Linked DNA regions of Mus musculus: regions 1, 2 and 3 are each linked to region 4. Evidence: chromatin contacts called from public HiChIP or PLAC-seq and promoter capture Hi-C data. All regions are on one chromosome and are shown on one strand. The core of a region is the stretch at or near the end of the contact, and the rest is flanking DNA. Distances in the headings are between cores, read along the strand shown.

Region 1 (2,984 bases), core at 246-2,745, 760 kb after region 4:
CCAAAGCTTTATGACTTGCTCTGGTGTGTGGAACTCTAAGCTCTAATCATCCTGGGGGGCCTTAAGCTTCACTCACCTGCAGCCGGCCAGCACCCTCCACTGCCCCGCGGAGTGGGGTAGGGGGTGGGAGAGGGCAAAAGACCCCGACTAAGTAGAATTAAATACAACAGGAGGTTCGGAGTGTGAGGAATACCCAGAGAAAGGACGTGTCGCTAGCTGCGGATGCGAGTGATGAAAAGTTAAAAGCGGTTAGTTGTGAGTTCTTGTGGCAGGCCTCCCCGTTCCTCCTCCCCGCCCCGTCCAGCCCCGCCCCATCTTCCTAAACACTTTGCCCCTATCCCCCAGAGGGTCAAGTTAACCAAAGGAAAGAAGAAATGCTTTCAAAATGAATCTTGTTTTGCTTCCTGCAGACAACAGACGCTGTCACCTGGATCCTGGCTTCACATTCCAAACCAGAACATTACTTTCTTTCCAGTGTTGTGGTTACAAACAGTTTTGTTAGAATGGCTTTCATTCCGTATCACTCACTGCCCCACTGAAAGTGTACCTTTCCAGACCGGGAGCTGGCTGAAGGAGTTTGCTGCAAAACTTGATGACCTTACTTTGATTCCAAGCTCCACTGACTCTGCAAAGTTGCCCCCAGATCACCATGGTTCTCATGTCCCCAGCCTCCCAAATAAATACAATTTTAAAAGTGGGCCAGCAACTGGAATTTTATTCAGCAACTAAAAAATAACATTATGGTCCAGCACTTGGGAGGCAGAGGCAGAGGCAGTCGGATCTCTGTGAGTTCAAGACAAACCTGGTCTACAAAGTGAGTCCAGGACAGCCAGGGCTCTGTTACGCAAAGAAAGTCTGTCTCAAAAAAAACAAACAACAAAAACAAACAAACAAACAAACAGGAAAAGAAAAAGAAAGAAATTATGAAATTTCAGGAAAACGTGTTAAGGCCAGGACAGAGCAAGAGAGCAAGAAAAGGCAAGATGGCTCCGTGGCTCAGTGAGTAAAGGCACCTGCCACCAAATCAGATGACCTTTGTTTCATCCCCAAGACCCACAAGGTGGAAGGAAAGAATAGATTGTTGTCCTCTGACCCCACAGATACGCCATGATTTATGTGTGCCCTGTTCTCATGTACAAAATAATAATAAAAATTAGAAATAATAAAACTTTTAAACGCAGCTAACTATAAAAAGATCCGTGAGGAGATGGAATAAAAAGCTTGTAAGGGAGAGGGCTGCGGACAGTATTGGACCTCACATAATAAGGTATTGGGAGGGGATACTGATTGAGAGGCCTGGCTGCATAAAGTGCCTCAAGGTTCATGGGGCAGGTAACCTGCAGAGACAGATGTAAAATAGGACTTGGTCTATCTGAAGGAGAGAGAAGTCCCAAGTCTCACAGAGCTGGTAGAGAGGAGGAGCAGGAGGAGGGAGGGAGAGAAGAGAGGGGGCAGGTCACTGCAGGGTGGGGCTCTGACTATAAAGAATGAAGCCAGTTCACTGATCCCATAGGCAATACACGCTACAAGCAGGCACCAGCTCTCAGGACCAGAAAGGCATTGGTGAGTCTTTTTCTGACTACAGCAGAGGCTAGAGCAAGTCCTTTGCCATCTGCCTCTCTTTCAGAGAGTTCCAGGGGTGGCTTGAGATACTGATGTCTTTCCTTCCACTTTTATAGGTGGCCCCCTTAAACCTTCAGGTATCTGGAGAGGAGATCTAACCTTCACTATGAAACTGTGGCTTTTTGCCTGCCTGGTTGCCTGTTTTGTTGGGGCCTGGATGCCGGTTGTCCATGCCCAAGGTATTGTCCTTAGCTATACCTACCTTGCCCCGGTTTGGGCATATTGCTTTCTCTTCTCACTTGTCCTTCTCCACTTGTTGAAGTCTCCCTGTATTCTGTATCCTTTGAACTCTTCAGTGTCTCTTGGGAGGTTGGGCATAACAAGAATTCCTGGTACTACTGGAGGTAGATGGGTAGAGATGAAGTGTCCCCAGCTACTTACTCCCAGATCCCTCACTTTCATTCTGAAGTGCTTCCTTTGCAAGACTCAAGAGGTTTAGGGGCTGCAGGAACCTGAGGGTGGATTCCAATTGAGGAGAAATTCACTTAGCCAGAAATGCATTTTGATGCCCTTCTTCTGCCTAGTTAGGGGATGTGAAGTTAAGCTCAGAACCCTGAAGACTCTCCAGACTGCATTCCCTGCCTTTCCTCCCTGTGTAATCTAGGCAAGGGGCTAAGATTATTCTGTGTGGGACTCAGTGTCCCCATCTGCTAAGCAGGAATGAAAATTTAAGGATCCAATGAACTGCAAAATACTCTCAGCTGCAACAGGATTCCCAGCCCTGTGGTCAGGGAACCATCTTTGTCTTCTTTCTTGGCCTCCTGGAAAGCAGGTACTGGAGGATTCAGTTACCCAAGGCCAGTTCTCAGGGGCATGAAGCATCCCCCAAGAGTCCTGTCACTGGGTGCTTCATCTCAGAAAAAACTGTGAAGTCCCAGCAGGTGTCAAGGCAAAATCCCAGGCCAGGTTGAGGACCAGGATCCCTGCTTTTGCCTTGCCTGCTCTTCTACAGACAGGTCGTGCACCTTCAAGCTTCCACCGTACCCATAGAAAGCCAAGCTTGGCTTTTTTTTTTTTCCCATTCTGCTATCTGGGCCACTCCCAACCTCTGCCCTTTGATCCTGGGAGAAAAATGGCCCCCAGTGTTGGAAAACACCTGTCAGGGATCCCTGAAGTCCCATTTCTTATCTGACACCACTGCCCCTTGTCCTCAAGAGCCAAGGTGGAGCAATGGCAAGGAGGATGAACTCTGTCCCTGAACCTCTACTAGGCTCTACTTGTCCTCAGATCGAGGAACCCACTGTCTTGCCAACTTTCTTTATTCATTTGCTTCTCTCCTCAGAACTTTCTAGGATCATCTCCTCCTCCTTGGGCACCTCCTCCAGCTCCAGTGCACCTTCTTTCATGTAGATAACATTTTT
Region 2 (2,707 bases), core at 81-2,580, 580 kb after region 4:
TCCACTACTCATCAGTCTCCTCCAGAGGGGAACCACTCCCCCTGCTGAACCTATGATCTCAGCTTTCCTTCTATGACACATCCTTCCTTGCCCCACCCTGTCCAAGGCCCATAACCCACACCCTGGAGTCATCCTCTTCTCAAGTCTTGTAGCTGTCAATGATGGGTCATACATGCTCTCTGCCCTCACTTACTTATTAAAAGAATCTAGGATCTGGCCAAGGTGGTGAGTGGAAGGTGAAAAGTGGGAGGATCTGGAGTTCAAAGTCACCCTCTGCTACACAGAAAATTTTGAGGTCATCCTAAGACTACAATAGACTCTGTCTCAAAAATTAAAATAAAAAAAAAATAAAAACAAAGTGGAAGGAGAAAGGGGAGGAGGAAAAAAACGAGGACAAGGGGGAGTCGGCAAAAGAACCAAGGTCCCATTCATTCATTCATTCTTCAAGCCTTTAAAGCAGCTCTCACGTGTGCGGCTCTGGACCCAAAGGAGACCTGACACCCCCTCCGCCGCTCTATACCCCATCCCCGCCCCGCCCCGCCCCGTCCCAGGAGAGATAATGGTTGGGGCAAATGAAGGATGCAATCGGCGTTTTGATGCCAGATTCACCCAGCAAGGGTAGGACCTGACCTAACCACCCGGCCACCACAGAGATGCTGGCTCTGAAGAGAGGCCTTCTGCATACGCCCGATCTAAAACCCAAGCCAGGAGCCCGGCCCTTGTCTGGTCCCGCCTATCCTTGCACCGAGACACGCCTCCTCATTAACTCCTCCATTTCATTCAGCCCATGGCCTTAAGTCCTACCGCCCAGGACGCCAACCTCATTCCCAGTCTCACGACTCCATTGGTCAAATACAAGAGCCCGCCTTCCATCAGTGTCGCTGACTGCTTAGAAGTCAGGATCTCTTTCACAGCACACCCCTCCCATCTCAACAGTTACCAGGGACGAGGTTTGAAGAGCAGATAGTAATGGACGGCTCAGAACCTCTCATGATTGGGTAGAATTCCAGCTCTGGGCGGGGCTTAGTGCTTTCAGCTAAGGGTTGCTCAAGGCCTCAGCTTTCCTTCCGAGGCACACCTCTCGCCCATCACTATTAGTAGTTTAGGTGTCGATCAATATTATTACTTATTTTGATAGGTAAAATTAGATGTCCATCACAGATTCTCTCATTTCAATTCGCTCCTCTCCTCAGAGAACCGTAGCCAGGGTCCGCCTCACGGGGTGGCTATGGATTGGTCAGGTCTTATGTCATTCTTCTACAGTGGGCGGAGCCAAAGGCCTAAGGGGGCGGTGAATTGGTTGACTGGGCTGGGGGGCGGGGGGCGGGGCAGCGGCTCCTGTCAGCGGGTGAAATGGCAGTGGCGGAGCCAGCGACGGCCGCGGTCCCCGGGGGTGGCTGATTGAAAGGGGCCGGGCCGCGGGGTTTGCGGGACCCTCGAGCAGACGTGACCGTGGGTCGGGGCATCGGACGACACAGCGCAGGGACAGCGAGGCTCGGCGCGGCGATGGAGGCGCTCTCGGCGCAGGTAGGGCGGCCCGAACCGGGCCTCTTCTCCTTGGGGGCGTCAGTGCTGCGGGGCCCCGCGGGGAAGCCAAACCAGGAGCGTGACCTGGGGTCGCCTCGCCTCCAGAATCCACGCTGGGAGCCTTGGCATTCCCAGTCCCGGACCCTGGAACTCCGGCCTCCGCCCACCCTCCTTCCCGATCCCCTCAGGATCCCTCCCAGGGCTCCTAAGACCCAGTGTCTCTTCGCGACGTCCCCCACAGGCTCAGGACCTCTGTACATCTTTCCCAAGACTCCTCTGTTAGAATCTGTCCAGGGCTTCCCCATCCCCCAGTCTGCAGACCTGCCCCCCCCCACACACACACACCATGAGCGTCTCCTTTCCAATCCACAACCACCACCACCACCACCCCGAGTCCCAGGACCCCTCCCATCTGCACATCTCTTGCCTTTACATCCCCCTAAACCTCCCACTTGGCTTCCTGTCTTCTGTGTCTGGCCTACACCCTCATCCTCTCCAAGGAGACCAAGATCAGAGCCCTATACTCTTTCTTTCTGACTCCACAGAAACCCATGCCTCACCTCTTAAACGGAAAGATTCCCAACTGAATCCAGAGACATCAGCTCAGCCTGCTCACTTGGCACCCCTCCTGCTCAAGGGCTCCAATAAAAACAAAAACAAAAAAAACATCACTTCTAGTCTTCTGAGAAGACTATACACTGTTGCTGATCTTGAGCCATCTAGATGGCATCTTCCTGAAGAAATGAACACTCAGGACTTCCCAAAAGACCAAAAGATAGTGCTGAATCCCATCCCCCATAGACACACCCTCCCCATCCATCTTTCTGATACAGAGTGGGGTCATTTAGATACCCCTAAATATACAGGAACCTAAGGGCCCAACCCAGACCCAGGCCCATGAGTGCTCTCCCCCCCCCATCTCTCTCTCTCTCTCTCTCTCTCTCTCTCACACACACACACACACACACACACACACACATGAGAACTTCTATACACCTTCTTGAGCCCAGTACCCTCAACAGACCTCCTAACTCAGACAAAAGACAGAAGATTGTGAGGTGGCAAGCTCTGTCCCCAGCACCTAGCCTGTCCCTTCCACCCCATTCTCTTTGAGTTGGGACTCCAGGGCGTGTCAGGGCCTAAGATCTACCTACCACAAATCTCTCCCCCCCCTCTCTCT
Region 3 (3,012 bases), core at 421-2,920, 910 kb after region 4:
TTTAGATCTTTTGTCTGCCTTTTAAATCTTTTGGGTATACCATCTTCCTTCTATTGACCACCCCTGGGTCATGCTTTCCAGAACGACAAACTCCTCTATCTTCCATAATGCTCCTCTCATGCAACCCAAGTCCAAAATGAGTCATACCTCTACCCAGAAGTCAAAAGGCTTTTGGGAGTTGCTTCTCTTCTACTCCCATGTCCTGGCTATTGAACTCAGGTTGTCAGGCTTGGTGACAGACAGTTTTACTTGCTGACTTGCCTTGTCAGCTGAGGTTTCTTGTAATCTGTTAATTTACTCGGCTTCAGAGAGCCAGAAGTAGCTTCTTCCAAGGACACCCAACTACTTCCAGACTGTGGAGCAGGCCTAGGCATGCAAGTAAAAAGCTGACACCCCACTCTTCTTCAGCCATCCAACTTTGGTTGTAACTTCCACTGAACATTTCTCCATGACCCTTGTACACTCAAATCCTCCACTTCTCTGTGGACCTCTGGCTTGTATTTCCATGTCACTATCAAGATAAGTGGCTCCCATGGTCTAAGTGCTTGGGAATACCCTGTGTGACTTTCCTCTTTCACATTGGCATCTGGTCTATATATCACCCTTGGCTTATCAAACTCAGGGACACCTGTATACTAGACAAGCAGTCTACCTTCTGAGCTAGGCTTGATGTCCTTATATTATATTCTCTTTTACAAAGATGACAAGTTATTAGAAGTCTCTTCTAACTGCTTGCCCTAGAATTGTCTTTCCTCTGGTTGTACTAGGCAAGGAGAGGCCAACATCCTCCTGCATTATCCTAGGTCAAACAGTGGAAACAGCTATCACCCACTCTGACTTGTATCTCAGCTTAATCTCTCAGATCTTGCCTGATCTTTGCACCTCACAAAACCATAGCCGACATATTAATGTAATCTCCCTTCTCCTTTTCAATCCTGTGGACAGCTTCTTGGTGGGCCCAGGCCCAGCAATCCTCTAGGTTGGTCTGACCGACTCCAAGTACTGATGCCCTGGGGTGCTGAGGCCTGCAGAACGATCCAAGCTTCCTTTGCAGAGCCTAGCAGTGCATCTGAGAAACAGAGTGCAGGCAGAAAGACAAGCCAGAGCATCACAAAGAAGAGACCTAGAACTGGAAAACAAGATCCAGAGAGAGTGCCTAGTAGACGCTGCTGGGTTAAAACGTCAGAGATATGCTCTGCAGAAACCTACAGCATGGCTGGAGAAAGGCCAGGTGCCCACAACAGCCTCCGGTCGGGGCGGGGCCTGATAAGGCTGGACTGGGCTGGGGACCAGGCCTTGCCAGTTAGAGGAAGAGGCTGAAAGCAGGGATTGGGGTGAGGAGTAGCAGACCAGAGGTTGAGTGGAGTTGGGGGCGGGTCCTGGTGGCGGCGGCGGGTAGGGGGCTGTGGGCGGGGCCTGGAAACTGAAGGAGCTGGTAATAGTCTAGGGCGAGGCTGGAGGGAGGGTCCCAAGGTGCAGGATTAGGGGCTCAGGGCGGGGTCTGGAGGAGACAAACGACTATAAGGTGGGGGTCTAGGGAGGGGCCTGGTGGCGTGGGGGCGAGGCCAGGCCGCCGGTTGGGCAGTTTAGGACTCAGGGTTTTGGACCAAGCGGTTCTTTGGCCCACTGGGCCCGACCGCACTGAAGCCACGCCCTTTTCCCCTGCTCAGACCACGCCCAAGGCCCCATCAAACTCCTCCCGGAGGCCCCCTCCGGTCCTATTTCCTCCCTCGCGGGTGGAGGCTCTGTAGCGAGGAGTTTCTCGGCCCAGAGCGGTCTGCGGCTTGTCTAAGGCATCTTCGGATTAGCTGATCTCCGCACCGCCTCGGCCTGCATCTTGCTTTCTGAACCTCCAGGTAAGCAATCACCCCTCTCTGGGGGCGCCGCCCTAGTAGATACCCTCGAAACATTCCTCTCCTCCAGGGCTAAGAGCAGTCCGGCTCGGAGCCAAAACAGTCATTTAGTTTCCCATCATTTCTCCGACAAGGTATTTCTCAGAGTTTCCCATCTGGTCGGGGATCAGGTTGCATTCTGATCTGAGAGCTGTGGTGCCCCCATGGAGCAGGTGCAGGTGGTGGACATGAATAGAAAACGCGCGGGAGAGAATGGGGGTTGTCGTGACGTGGGGAATCCGGACATGTGAACAGGCACTGCGCCACAGGAATGTCTGTCACTAGAGAATTTGTACGGAGCGCCTGCTGGGTGCTACCGACCCGACAGGCGAAGGCCGAAGGCCGCAGACACAGAGATTCGGGAACCACGTAGACCCAGCCTCTGGGAAACAAGGGAGTGTGTAGAGCACTATCCAAATCCTGGAGGAAGGAGGTTGAAGTGTTGTGAGGAAGCCTATGGTGTCTGAGGGAAAGGGGCAGCCTGTCATGAGGGCACCTGCTATGGAGAGCTTTCTGGGCCCAGGCCACAAAATCCTAGGGAAATGGCCAGGCTGGTGTATTTGCAGACCAGAAAAGAGGCTGGAGTGTATACAGGGAAGAAAGGAGGTAGGGAGTGGTTGACCAGGGCTTGGAAGACAATGAGGAGCCCACAGCTCCATCCTCCGGGCTGTGTGTACAAGGGATGTTTAAGGCAGCAAGCAACAGCCATCTGATTGTGTCTTGAGAGGAAGACCCTGCCCTATGCTGGGAAAGTTGAAAAGACACCAGGGCAACCTGGACGTCTGGCTGGACCCCTGATGGAAGGTGCGTGAAGTGATAAGAGGTAAGTTAGAAATTCTGTGTTTCCCCCCAAGAATTGTGTTTCATGCTTGTTTGGAAGTGAGATGTGAGGAAGGTCTGTGTGAAGCTTTCCGAGGTGGTCTTCTGAGAATTTGGAAGGGGCCTTATTTTATTTGGGGGAAGGGCTAGGTTGAATCTAGGGCCTCATGCTAGACAAGCACTTTGCCGCTGCAGCACTTTGGTTGCTTCCTTCCTTCCTTCGTGTGTGTGTGTGTGTGTGTGTGTGTGTGTGTGTGTGTACGTGTGTGTGTGTGTACACTAACTTGTGGTGTCAATGTGT
Region 4 (2,867 bases), core at 23-2,522:
GGACAGTCAGGGTTACACAGGGAAACCCTGTCTGGAAAAACCAAAATAAATAAATAAATAATAAAAAAAATAAAATCATAGCTGCCAGCCTTTTTCTAAGATCCATCTAGTCAACAGAGGGGAGTCCCTTAGGTTCTGCCTCACCTCACTCAAGCCACCTGTAACACAGGCCCCCAAACAGTGAGTGTTCCAACCCAGTTCTGTAGATAAATAGATTTGTATTATGGAGCTGGGAATGCTGAACCTGAAAACACACACACACACAAAAGACTGTTTATACCAAAAAAAAAAAAAAAAAGTATGCACCTACACATCATTAGTCACACACAGAAAGCCCCATGCACACAACCACACCCGCAAACACACAGATCCTCTCAGACCCTTACCTACATCTAGTCAGAGGCTTTCTTCAACAAATACTGCAGATATCAAAGGTACACATCAGGACATTTGCAATCCACCTAGTAACCCTACAGAGCTAATCTCACATACACAGCTTTTCTCCTGCCTAAATACACCCACTTGGTATCTCTGCCATCTTCCTGCCCTGACAGAGTCAACAATTACACCCTTATATGATAGATGTGTTTAGACTCACATCATTCTTTCTCCCCCCGCTCTTTCTCTTCCTTCATTTCCAATCTTAGAACACAGAAGGTTGTACAACACAATTCTTTGATTTTACTTATTTATCTCATGTATCCCAGGATCACCTTGAACTTACAAAAATTCTCTTCTTCCCACTTCCCAAGTGCCATGATTCTAGGCATGTACCTACCACCATCCCTAGCTTATTTGGTGCTTGGGATGGAGGAGAAGGTTTTGTACATACCAGATAAGGACTCTGTCAACTAGGGCACAACCCTAGCCACTTAATACAAACCATTGTACCACAACAGGTTTGAAACAGTCACCTTCACAAACAGATGACATCACAAATCTAGATACCTATAGACAGAGATGTTCACAGGTACTCTCAAGCAAGTGGATACAAACACATTCATTTTCTTTTTAAACTAGGACAGAGTCTTGCTGTGTAGCCCTGGTTGGCCTAGAACTTACTGTATAGTAATAGCCACAAACTCCATATGCATATGTGAACTCCACCTGCATATGTGTGGGATCAAAAGCCTACATGGACATCCATGACAAAGGGTCCCTAAGCCTCTCCAGGGTCCGGGAGTGAGCAGGAACACACGCGCGCGCGCGCACACACACACACACACACACACACACACACACACACACACACGAGAACGCATACAGGGACATGCGTTCTTCTGCAGCCCTTCCCTCATCCGCCATCACTGCCGCCCTTTGCAGCAGGAGGACCTATGGAAGCTTTAATGTCAGTGGGGACCCATGTGGACCCAGGAGCCAGAGAGAACTGAGTCCAATCTGGGGGCGGGGCGCACCTGGGTTCCGCCTTGGGGCGGGGTCGACGCCGCGTCGCCAGCGCGCTCGACCGCACCTGGTTCAGCGGCGCCTCAGCAGCTTTATTAGTAACAGCAGCAGCCGCGGCGGCAACCCGATTCGGGGTGGCGGAGGCTCGGCAGCAGCGCAGCGCAGCGCAGCGCACGCAGCCCAGCCCATCAGAGCGCGCGGACCCGGGCGGCCGTAACCCCGGCGTCGCCATGGTGGAAGCGGCGCCCGCAGGGTCCGGGCCACTGCGGAGGACTTTCCTGGTCCCCGAGATCAAGTCTTTGGACCAGTACGATTTCTCTCGAGCCAAGGCGGCGGCGAGTCTGGCGTGGGTGCTGCGGGCCGCATTCGGGGGAGCAGGTAACCCGAGGGCCTTTGGGGAGGGGACCGGGGGAGCCAGGCTGGGGCGCGGCAGGTGCGGGGGGCGGGGCGCCAAGCCGGGGCCGTGGGAACAATAGCTTCGGGGCTGCCTAGGGTCCCCGAGCTTTTGGTCTTTGCTAAGCTGGGCCTCCAAGCTTCCTGCTCGGACGGGGCCCTTGGACTTTGCCCGCCCGGGTCGCTGGAACGCAGTCGGGGGTGGGGCCCGCCAAGAGGCTGTGCGCCTTGGGACCCCGGGATCAGAGCCCCCAGGTGAGCAGGGGTGGGGTCTGCAGACCAATTTTGTGTGTGGTGGGGGAAGGGTCTCCTGGTAGTCCTCTGCTTCCCGCCTCCCACCCCACTCCTCAGACCCCAGGGCCTAACTGCATGGCCAACTCCCCTTTCACACACATCAGAAGCCTGTGATGGTTCCTCCTACCCCCACCTTCCCTATCTACCCTCACAACGTGTACGCGGTGGCTTGGACCCCGCAAGGAGCGTTTTAAGAGATCAGAGCTACAGCTCAGTGACTGGGACACAAACCCTGCCTTGCCGGTGGCCAGCGTGTGTGTGTGTGTGTGTGTGTGTGTGTGTGTGTGTGTGTGTGGTGTGTCTGGGACCACTCTTTCGTCTCGATGGCCCCGTAAAGGCTGGCAGTTGTGACTTATTGCCACATTTTCCTGAGGATTCAGGTAGGCATAAATGGCTCATTCACCAGCTGTTCTAGGGTGGCAGCTCGGGCGGCCAGGCCTTCTCTTATTGAAGCCACCCCTTTTCTCCTCCCTTCCGCATGCCCACAGGCCTGAAGGACTAGGGCCATTCCTACTGGGCAAATGAGGAAGGTGGATTATCAGACCTGGGAAGGCTCTCCAAGTCCTGGCTTTGGGCAGCTTCAGCCACCACAGGATAGAACTGGGAGGCCAGGCTTGGCCTTGGGAAAAACAGAGGTTCATTAAGGTCTAGGCCTTACTGGGAGTAGAAGAACGAGACATACATGCACAGAGACAGAAAAAGATAGAGACAGTAGGAACAGATAGAGATAGAGAGAAGGAGAGGGGGAGAGACAGAAACAGAGATGCAAAGATGCA

Evidence for each region. Promoter capture Hi-C pulls out the DNA fragments that hold promoters and counts their contacts. HiChIP or PLAC-seq counts read pairs in DNA pulled down with a chosen protein or histone mark.
Region 1: a contact with region 4 is called in an H3K27ac HiChIP or PLAC-seq map of embryonic stem cells, with 4 times the contacts expected there. The contact joins the promoter of Ccl25 here to the promoter of Camsap3 in region 4. A contact is called at or near these places in 1 of 39 promoter capture datasets (pre-B cells) and 2 of 115 datasets of contacts at active chromatin or transcription factors (both in embryonic stem cells).
Region 2: an H3K4me3 HiChIP or PLAC-seq map of embryonic stem cells shows a contact between it and region 4, with 11 read pairs. The contact joins the promoter of Evi5l here to the promoter of Camsap3 in region 4. A contact is called at or near these places in 2 of 39 promoter capture datasets (frontonasal cranial neural crest and hippocampal neurons) and 4 of 115 datasets of contacts at active chromatin or transcription factors (embryonic midbrain, embryonic stem cells and stem cell-derived neural progenitor cells).
Region 3: a promoter capture Hi-C map of hippocampal neurons shows a contact between it and region 4, with 3 times the contacts expected there. The contact joins the promoter of Cers4 here to the promoter of Camsap3 in region 4. A contact is called at or near these places in 1 of 39 promoter capture datasets (hippocampal neurons) and 1 of 115 datasets of contacts at active chromatin or transcription factors (astrocytes).

What each region holds. Positions count from the first base shown.
Region 1 is chr8:4,348,093-4,351,076 of GRCm38.p6, forward strand. It overlaps Ccl25 (chemokine (C-C motif) ligand 25), which reads left to right and starts at 1,496. Exons shown (of 6, transcript NM_009138.3): 1 at 1,496-1,563; 2 at 1,680-1,802. The coding sequence starts at 1,730.
Region 2 is chr8:4,165,237-4,167,943 of GRCm38.p6, forward strand. Evi5l (ecotropic viral integration site 5 like) reads left to right here and starts at 1,331. Exons shown (of 20, transcript NM_001346730.2): 1 at 1,331-1,527. The region is part of intron 4 of 4932443L11Rik (a long non-coding RNA gene); the gene reads right to left.
Region 3 is chr8:4,491,735-4,494,746 of GRCm38.p6, forward strand. It overlaps Cers4 (ceramide synthase 4), which reads left to right and starts at 1,671. Exons shown (of 11, transcript NM_026058.4): 1 at 1,671-1,856.
Region 4 is chr8:3,586,178-3,589,044 of GRCm38.p6, forward strand. It overlaps Camsap3 (calmodulin regulated spectrin-associated protein family, member 3), which reads left to right and starts at 1,273. Exons shown (of 17, transcript NM_027171.3): 1 at 1,273-1,782. The coding sequence starts at 1,635.